Regions from separate parts of the Mus musculus genome. Here region 1 is linked to region 2. A link is a contact called in public capture Hi-C data. All regions are on one chromosome and are shown on one strand. The core of a region is the stretch at or near the end of the contact, and the rest is flanking DNA. Distances in the headings are between cores, read along the strand shown.

The links. Capture Hi-C pulls out chosen DNA fragments and counts their contacts.
Region 1: a contact with region 2 is called in a capture Hi-C map of embryonic stem cells, with 5 times the contacts expected there. The contact joins two enhancer-like sites. A contact is called at or near these places in 1 of 115 datasets of contacts at active chromatin or transcription factors (embryonic stem cells) and 1 of 9 other capture datasets (embryonic stem cells).

Annotation. Positions count from the first base shown.
Region 1 is chr4:145,374,854-145,379,445 of GRCm38.p6, forward strand. No RefSeq gene overlaps it. Among named protein-coding and RNA genes, the nearest start is that of Gm42346, 35 kb to the right of the region's middle. Within about 2 kb of position 2,773, at least 8 of the 459 cell types and tissues checked have an H3K27ac peak or open chromatin away from gene starts, as enhancers often do. A contact at or near this core is called in embryonic stem cells, where this site is marked.
Region 2 is chr4:144,823,045-144,827,107 of GRCm38.p6, forward strand. No RefSeq gene overlaps it. Among named protein-coding and RNA genes, the nearest start is that of Aadacl4fm5, 38 kb to the left of the region's middle. Within about 2 kb of position 1,972, at least 4 of the 459 cell types and tissues checked have an H3K27ac peak or open chromatin away from gene starts, as enhancers often do. A contact at or near this core is called in embryonic stem cells, where this site is marked.

The sequences.
Region 1 (4,592 bases), core at 1,523-4,022, 550 kb after region 2:
GTGATCCAGAAACCCTGGACATTTCAGAGAACCTGGGAGTCAGGCTTCCTCTGGGTGTTTTAAGAATGGGTGCAGAGCCAGCTCCCCAGATCAGCTCCAGGTGCAGGATCAGATCAGAAGGATCCAGTGCCACTACCCGGTCAGGGGTTCTTACTTCCTAGATCCTTGGAGACCCAGTTACTCTGGGTGTTGGGGCAGATGTTGTGGCCTCTCCTGTGATCCTGGGTATTTCAGAGCACCTGGGAGTTGGGCTCCCTTTGGGAGCTGTAGGAGTGGGTGCAGATTCAAACTGGAGGAACCTGTGCCACTGTGATCCTGGATGTGTTAGAGCACCTGGGAGTCTAGCTTTCTCTGGGTGTTGTGAGACTGGATGCAGAGCCAGCACCCAAGTTCTGCTCAGGTCACAGGCTCAGACTGGAAGGAACTGAAAATTTAGAGTCTTTCATTTCCGGCTGAGGAATAATAAAGGCCATATTACTTAATCCTCCTGTGTTAGGCTACAGGTGTTAATACCTTAAACCAGCAGCCCTTTACCCTCAGAAAGAGCAAGAAAGTGTTTAGGATATTTAGAAGTTATCATCAACATTTCAGTACAGTTAGAGAGCTAGAATATCCGGAGACCCTCAGCCTTTAAAGCCACACGAGAACCCTACTCTGTGCCCCCTGGCACTACCCTCTCTATGCTGGGAGGAATCCAGGAACAGTTATTTTGCCATCTATCACAGCAAAAGCTGATCACCCCAAATCTGAAAATTCAAAATCCAATACATCCTCAAATTAAAAATTCTTATAGTACCAGACCAATGCCATTAGTGGAAAAAGTCCATGATCTTATGTGATCTCAGTCTTTATTATCACCTTAACTAAATTTAGAGTCACCTAGGGAACATGCTACTAGACATGACTGTGAGAACATTTCCTCAGAGCTTCAGCTGAGACTGGAACATACACTCTGAACATGTGCAGCACCAAACAGTGGGCTGTGGACCTGGATTAAATAAAAAGTAAAAAGTAAGCTGAGCACCATCATATATCTCTCCCTGCTTCTTTGCTGCAGACACAATGTGACCATTCACATTCATGCTCTTGTCACCATGCCAGGCAGGGCTGTATCCCTGTGGAACCAGGAACCTGTCCTAAACAAAGCCCTGCTTAAGTTGCTTTTGCCATGACTATCTTCTATCTGCCTGCCTATCACATGTCTGTCTATCTATCCATCCATTATCTATCTATCTATATCTATCTATCTATCTATCTATCTATCTATCTATCTATCTATCTATCTATCCTTTATCATTCTGGTTGTATGGGTATATGGCATGAATTTGGAGGTCAGAGGGTAACTTGCAGGACTTGGCTCTCTCCTTCAATTAAGAGGTTCAAAGGGACCAAATTCAGACCACCAGTATTGTGCAGCAAGCACTTTTACCAGAAGAGCCACCTTATTGGAATGTGTTTTAGAACCTTTCCTCCACAGATGCATGTGTACAAAACACACAAGAATCATGTATTTGAATTTGTTCCTCAGCCAAGATGTCTCATCCTGAACATGAAAGTAGATCTATTCTCAAGCAGTTCACACCAGGGGCAGTGGGCCTGGAGTAGCTTCCATTGGTCTGCCTGGGCTATATGGCCCAACACTAGATACTGGCATGTTTACACAAGTAAAATCTAACTGCTCCAAGATTTGGAGGCTGAAGTCCAATGTCAGGTACTGGTGGTCTGGTTTCTGAAGGTCTCTCTCCTTCCAGATAGCCACCCTCTCACACATTCCCACATAATCTCCTGGTGCTTGTACATTGCCAAAGTTCCCTGTTTAAAAGATAGCAATGTTACTGGAATAGAGCCATCCCTTTATCTTCATACCATCCTAAACACTTGGCCTCCAGATACAGTCATGTGCTGTGAAGTTTAGACCTTGGACATACTTGTGGGGGTGTGGGGGTACAGTTCAAGCTGTGCTCATCACTCTTCTCTGGAGGGAGTAGTTCTGATGCTTTCTAAGGGAATGTGCTTGTGAACACAGAAGTTCCTGTTTCCCAATTGATTTTTGATCAATCAATAAGGATGCTAGCAACCAATGTCTGGGCAGAAAAGGTGGGACTTCTAGGTTCCCATAGGTAGGGTGAGAGATGCAGGAGGAGGAAAGAAGGTTCACCATGCTTCAGAAGGAGAGAGAGTCACCAGCCATGAGATGTCTGGGTCAAGGTTTCTCTGAAATCCTGATTGTCCTGGAATTTGCTCTGTAGATCAGGTTGGCCTCAAACTCAAGAGATCCTCCTATGTATGCTACACCATTTCTGGCTTCATTTCTCATTCTTGATGCTGGACAGAGACTCCAGCTCAGGACCTACCCAGGGGATCATGAGGACAAACACTTTAGACACTACAGGAGTAAAATCTGCAGAACTCTGGGTGGCTGTGGCCATAGAAAGGTGAAGTGAATTAGTGCTCAATAGCCAGTCGTGCGGTTGTAATTCTAAACAGAGACTGCAATGTCTCCTTTAACTTTCACTGTCATTGATGTAGATGATGAAAGGCAGCTCTGAATGTCACACAATATACTCAAGATCACAATATTGGGAGGAGCATTTCTGAAACCACTATGTGCTCTCCCTATTTAGGCTGAAATGCACAGAGCAAGACTGCTGCAGGCCCTCTGGGCCCCTTTGTCTGCGTGGAACGGGTCTCTCGTCGCGGGTGGGCTAAGCTTCGGATGAGTGACAAACAGACGCACACAGGAGAGTCTGTATTAGATCTGAATGTAATGTCAAATCGAGCATCAGACTTTTTATGCAGAAGATAATAAGGAAGTTGGGTGACACACCAGCAAGGTACAAAGAGGTTACTGGATTCTTACATAAAACAGGAATGCAAACACAGAAGGTCTAACAGGAACCACCTGGGATAGAATTCATTGTTAACAACTGGGATCAAAAAGGGCTCCTCCTAAGATTCGCTTAATCTTAGAAGCCAGGGTCAAGGGCTTCATGCCCTTGCCATAGTTCCTATTTTAGTCTATTGTATAGTCCACCTTCCCCTTAGGCCATTATAAAAACGTGCGTATGGGTGTAACTCAGCTATAGTCTTAGAAGCCAGGTGTGAGGTCTTTACTCTCTTAGGGCAAGGGCTTTCACACCCAAGTCATGGTTCTAACTAGGGAGTTCCGTTCTAGCTAACCATCTCATGAATAATGCAATACTCTAAAACCACAGCCCGATCTACTTCCTAAACCATTGTAAATTCCTGTATATGGGAGTGACTTGGCTTTTATTGATAGTGTAATACCAGAGGCTATTCTGAATGTCACTGTCTAGCTCAAGGACGTTCTAAGACTGTTGGAACACTGGCAGAAGGCTTTAGCTATGTCAGAATTTAATCTTAAAAGGCACTTATAATAAAGAGAGCACGTGGATCCATCCACTAGACTAACTCGGGAATGGAAAATTTAGAGAGCACGCCAGACTCCAGGAGCGAGTTTCCGTGAAACTCTTTTGCCTCGAGAGTAGCTTTCAAGCCTCTCGGCTTGTCAAGCTGACTCAACCAGAGCACGTGGCACAAGACAAATGTCAGGCAGAGGAGAACCTTAGGTTAAACCAAAATGTGAATTCTTAAAACATCACAGAATACTTGTTTTAGAATAAATAATGTTGCAATGCATGTTTCATAAAGAACTCATAAGAGACAGGAAAACAAACACACACACACACACACTACAAGTAATCTAGTACAGTGGCATATACCCAAACCTGTAATCCCAGCAATGGAGAGAGTGAGGCAGGAGGATCAGGATGTCAAGTTCAACACTGGCTTCTACAAAAGAAAAGAATAGGAAATAAAATAAATGCTGTTTAAACAAAATATGGACTAATCTGTCCTACAATGATATATATATATATCATATATATATGATATATATATGATATATATATATTTGAAGTCCATCAAGGCTACCTGGGAACAGCTCCGTGCATAATTATTATTTTCTTTAATTTTTTATTAGATATTTTCTTCATTTACATTTCAAATGTTATCCCCTTTCCTAGTTTCCTCTCCGAAAGTCCCCTATACCCTCCCCCCCCCCCCCCCCCGCCCTGCTCCCCAACCCACCCACTCCTGCTTCCTGGCCCTGGCATTCCGCTGTACTGGGGCATATAATCTTTGCAAGACAAAGGGCCTCTCCTCCCATTGAGAGCTGACTAATCCATCCTCTGCTACATATGCAACTAGAGACACAAGCTCTGGGGGGAGGGGGGTACTTGTTAGTTCATATTGTTGTTCCACCTATAGGGTTGCAGACCCCTTTAGCTCCTTGGGTACTTTCTCTAGCTCCTCCATTGGGGGCCCTGTGTTCCATCCAATAGATGACTGTGAGCATCCACTTCTGAATTTGTCAGGCACTCGCATAACCTCACAAGAGATAGCTATATCAGGGTCCTGTCAGCAAAATCTTGCTGGAATATGCAATAGTGTCTGAGTTTGGTGGTTGTTTATGGGATGGATCCCTGGGTGGGGCAGACTCTGGATAGTCCTTCCTTCCGTCTCACCTCCAAACTTTGTCTCTGTAACTCCTTCCATGGATATTTTGTTCC
Region 2 (4,063 bases), core at 722-3,221:
AAGAGAGGCCCATTGGACACACAAACTTTATATGCCCCAGAACAGGGGAACGCCAGGGCCAAAAAGGGGGAGTGGGCGGGTAGGGGAGTGGGGGTGGGTGGGTATGGGGGACTTTTGGTATAGCATTGGAAATGTAAATGAGCTAAATACCTAATAAAAAATGGAAAGAAAAAAAAAGAATATCATTAATAAGAGACAAGTAGCTAAAAGCTGTAACAGGTATTTTTATAGGTTCAAATGCTCATAATAATCTCTGAAACAATCACCAACTCTGTGCCACCTCTTTACATCAATCGTCCCCTCTTGGGGAAACCATGGACAAATCTCTCCCACAAAATCTAAAAATTTCTTCAAATCCATTTTCTTAACCCTAGTTCCTCCGCTTTTGAGTGAGTCCTTGAGCCCTGTCGCAAAAAGCAACTGCTTAGAAAATGTTTGTCCCATGTCTTACTATATTTCTCCTAAGATCTGCACTGCATGATGTTCTCTCTCCCAGATTGTCTGTCTCACCGTGGGTTGGACCATGGTATCATGTCAAACTGAAGCTGCTCTCTGGCACTTCCTGAGATGAGTGGGTATGTCTACCCTCCAATAGTGAGCAGCGTTCTCTTCCTCAGATATCCCCGGGGAGCCCCACATTCTGGGCACCAGATTGCACTGACCCACAGGACAGTCGAACAGGGACTTGAGGGGCACCTAGAAGAGAATGGGGGACAAGAAACACAAAGAATGGACAGCAAGACAAGATATCCTGATCAAGCTGACAGATTTTTATTTTTCCCACACAGGTTATATACTCATAGAAGCAGGAAGGGGGTAGAGGGGGGTTGCTTTGTCTCTGGGTAATGCACCTGTTCCCAGGAACAGGATATTGACTGGGTAAACCGTTTACCTATGCACAAGATTTATAGCTATTTGTTCTCCTCTGACTTCAGGATCTATGTCTATTTGTACTCAGCTGGACTAGTACTTTCCCACAGAGGCCAGGACTTTATGCCAGCAAGCAAAGCAGCTAACGTTCTAACAAGGTCACTCCCAACAAAACACAACATGCCTCTTTGCAACTAGGTCACAGGAGACAAAGGAGAACAAACCTGATTCAATCCTCACAGTGATCCTAACAAGTGAAAATGACAACCCTCAATTTCCCTACATGAACTTGAGGAGCCTTGAGATTCAGGGAAGCCAGGATTCTCAATTCCCACCCACACGATGATTTCCATAAATGAGCACACTGTGCACAGAATCCAGAAAGTTCAAAGATGCTGTCTTAGAAAACTGGACTACCAGCAAAGAACCAAAACTGGCCACTGGGACCCTGCTGGTCTCATGTTCCAGGCTCATCTCTCCCTGATGTACTAGGAGCATGGTGAACATTGTTAAAACTACCACTAAACACATGCTAAATTGATACTAGTCTTAGTAATAAGGCCTTTTTCCTAATGTTTATTTTACCAGTGCTGAAGTAAAAGTGTTAGAAGATAAGGCAACTGAACTCCTTAACTGGGAGCTCTTAGACTCCTCTGTGGGGCTCCTTTGAGAAAATGACTGTTAGTCAAATGGCCAGCTAAATTTATACCAGTACTGATCATTTTGAACAACATACAAACATTGAGAAAGCTACACAATAATTGTGCCACTTGCCTCTAAAACCACTCTAGCTCTTCAAGTCATAGCCACAGCCAAAAGTGTCTCAAACAATTAGAAGCAGACTGCCCTTGCAATTTGAGGCCAAAGAAACATCAGAGGCCATTGAGGTTTGGTCTGTTACTATGTATTACGATGCTAAATTCTGTATTCCAAAGTCTAGTTGCTGCACAATGAGTGAATTCTTCTGTATGCCAGCTTTTGTTGTGCAAACTTTGTTTCTGAATTTAAAACTATTCATTGAATAAAGTTGTCTACCACCTGTAGCAGGGCAGAAAAGAGATAGGAGGGGCTTCAGTTCCTGGGTTAAGGTCAGAGGCAAAGATCACAGAGAGAGGAGAAGAGGAAGGAGAAAGGTATTATGAGGGAGGTAGGTGGTGAGCGTCTGGCCTTGAGAACTGGCCTGTTGGAGTAGGAGTGGCCTAGGTAGAACAGGACAAATGATATCTCAGGGTTACTGATAAGCAAGTAGACAAACTAGCAAAGAGGGTTGAAAAGTTTTGTTTGCTTTATTTGGCAACTAAATGGTCTAAGGTGGGGTAGAAACTCCCAAATAATATTTACCACAACAGAGGAACTCTAGCCTGGCACAACATGGACAATATAATGCTTCTCATAAACACAATTCTGTATAAATGCCTACTGATGCTGGAGATCAATATCTTTCTGATTAGATTAGCAAGCTATTGTGCTCACTTTATGAGTCAGCTGGGAGGCATCTTTCTATGTTAGCTGTCTCCTGGGATTGCAACATTAGACTCAAACAGCCTCTCACTAGAAGTTGTTTCCTGCCTGCCTTTGTAGAGCAATCTAAACAGGTCACCAGAAGGAAGTATTGGTAGCAGTGACAGAAGAGGTCGAAACCACAGTAGAGCTGAGACTTGACAATGGTAGAGCCACAAGGGCCACTGATGGTTAGACAATGGCGATGACTGGACCATGGAAGAAACCAGAAGCCTTGAGAACAGTGATAACAGACTCAAGAGGACTCTCCAGTGTCCATGACAGGAACATACGGAAATCATCAAAAATAGCAATAAGGGGTAACATAAAAGCAGTGCTGACAACAGCAGTAGATTTCAACAGCAGAGAGACATAAAGGGGATAGAGATAGCAGTGGCCACCACTAGAGAAACAAAAGCAACTGACTCTTTAAAGGACTAAGATGTTAGACACTCCATGTGAAATGTGAATAAGCTATTGTCAACTCCTGGATAACTCTGACCTCCTATGTATACACAGGATGTGTACATACAAAAACATGCAGAGGTCAGAGCTCCTTTCTGTGAGCTAAAGTAACCCAGATCATGCCAAACAACACCCTGGCATATATAAGTCAATAATTACTCAAGTCAGTCACCCTACCATCACCTCCACTGAGTCTGTCTTGTGGGCCAGGCAGCTGCACAGATTATGATAACTATCTGCAAGAGAATACACAGTCCAAAGCAGCCATGATCAGCATACCACATCCAACTGCAGCCCCAGGGACAGAAGCTGCCATGATTGGCATGGATATCTGCCTCAATTCCTCTGAAGTGAGGATTGCCAGCTCTGCTAGGACAAAGCCACACATCAATCCCAGCCACACATCAATCCCAGTAGACTTTAAGGCTCATTTTCTACATCATTGCATTTTCCAGTAAGGCCAACTGAGAACCTGAAAGATTTGTGAATCTAAAATGGACAAAGTAAAGATATGACAACCCTGGAGTGTTAATAATTTCATATATTTATGTCAACTAGGAGATAAATGAAGGCTAGATGGACACGCTAGTCAATGGAACAGTACATCTTACGTTCTAGGATAGAACCCTTTTAAAGTTAGTGGGTACCACATGCTGCCTTGGCTTTTAGAACAGAACATGCTAAATATATTCCCAACTCAGCCTTGTCTATCCACAGCTGCCGGCACATAGGAGGACTGGGAACCCTTGCCTGTTGTCTACTCAGGCTATTCAAACCCACTGACTCAGCATCACTGGGCAAAGGACTGAAACACCATACTTTTGTCCTTTTTCCATGCCTACTACTAAGGAGCGTTTTATTTTGTCTGTTTTGTTTTGTTTTGGTTTTACTCCTGTTTTTTGGTGATGGTGCCTTTGTTTTGTTTTATCTTTGTCCAGGGGCACTGGCTCACTTGACACTGCCATACCTTCTGCCTCAGATTTCCAAAATGTTTTTGAGCCTAAGCAAGCAACAAGAAGCCCAATAGATCAGCATCTCAGTATGCCTGCTCTACAGAGCAGTCCAGTGGCTGCAGCACAATGAGGAAAAGATACATGGGTGGCCACATGGGAGATGTGGTCTAGGGCTCAGGGGAAGTGCAGCAATGACAAGAATGAATTTATGAAATTCCTAGCCAAATGGATGGACCTGGAGGGCATCATCCTGAGTGAGGTAACACATTCACAAA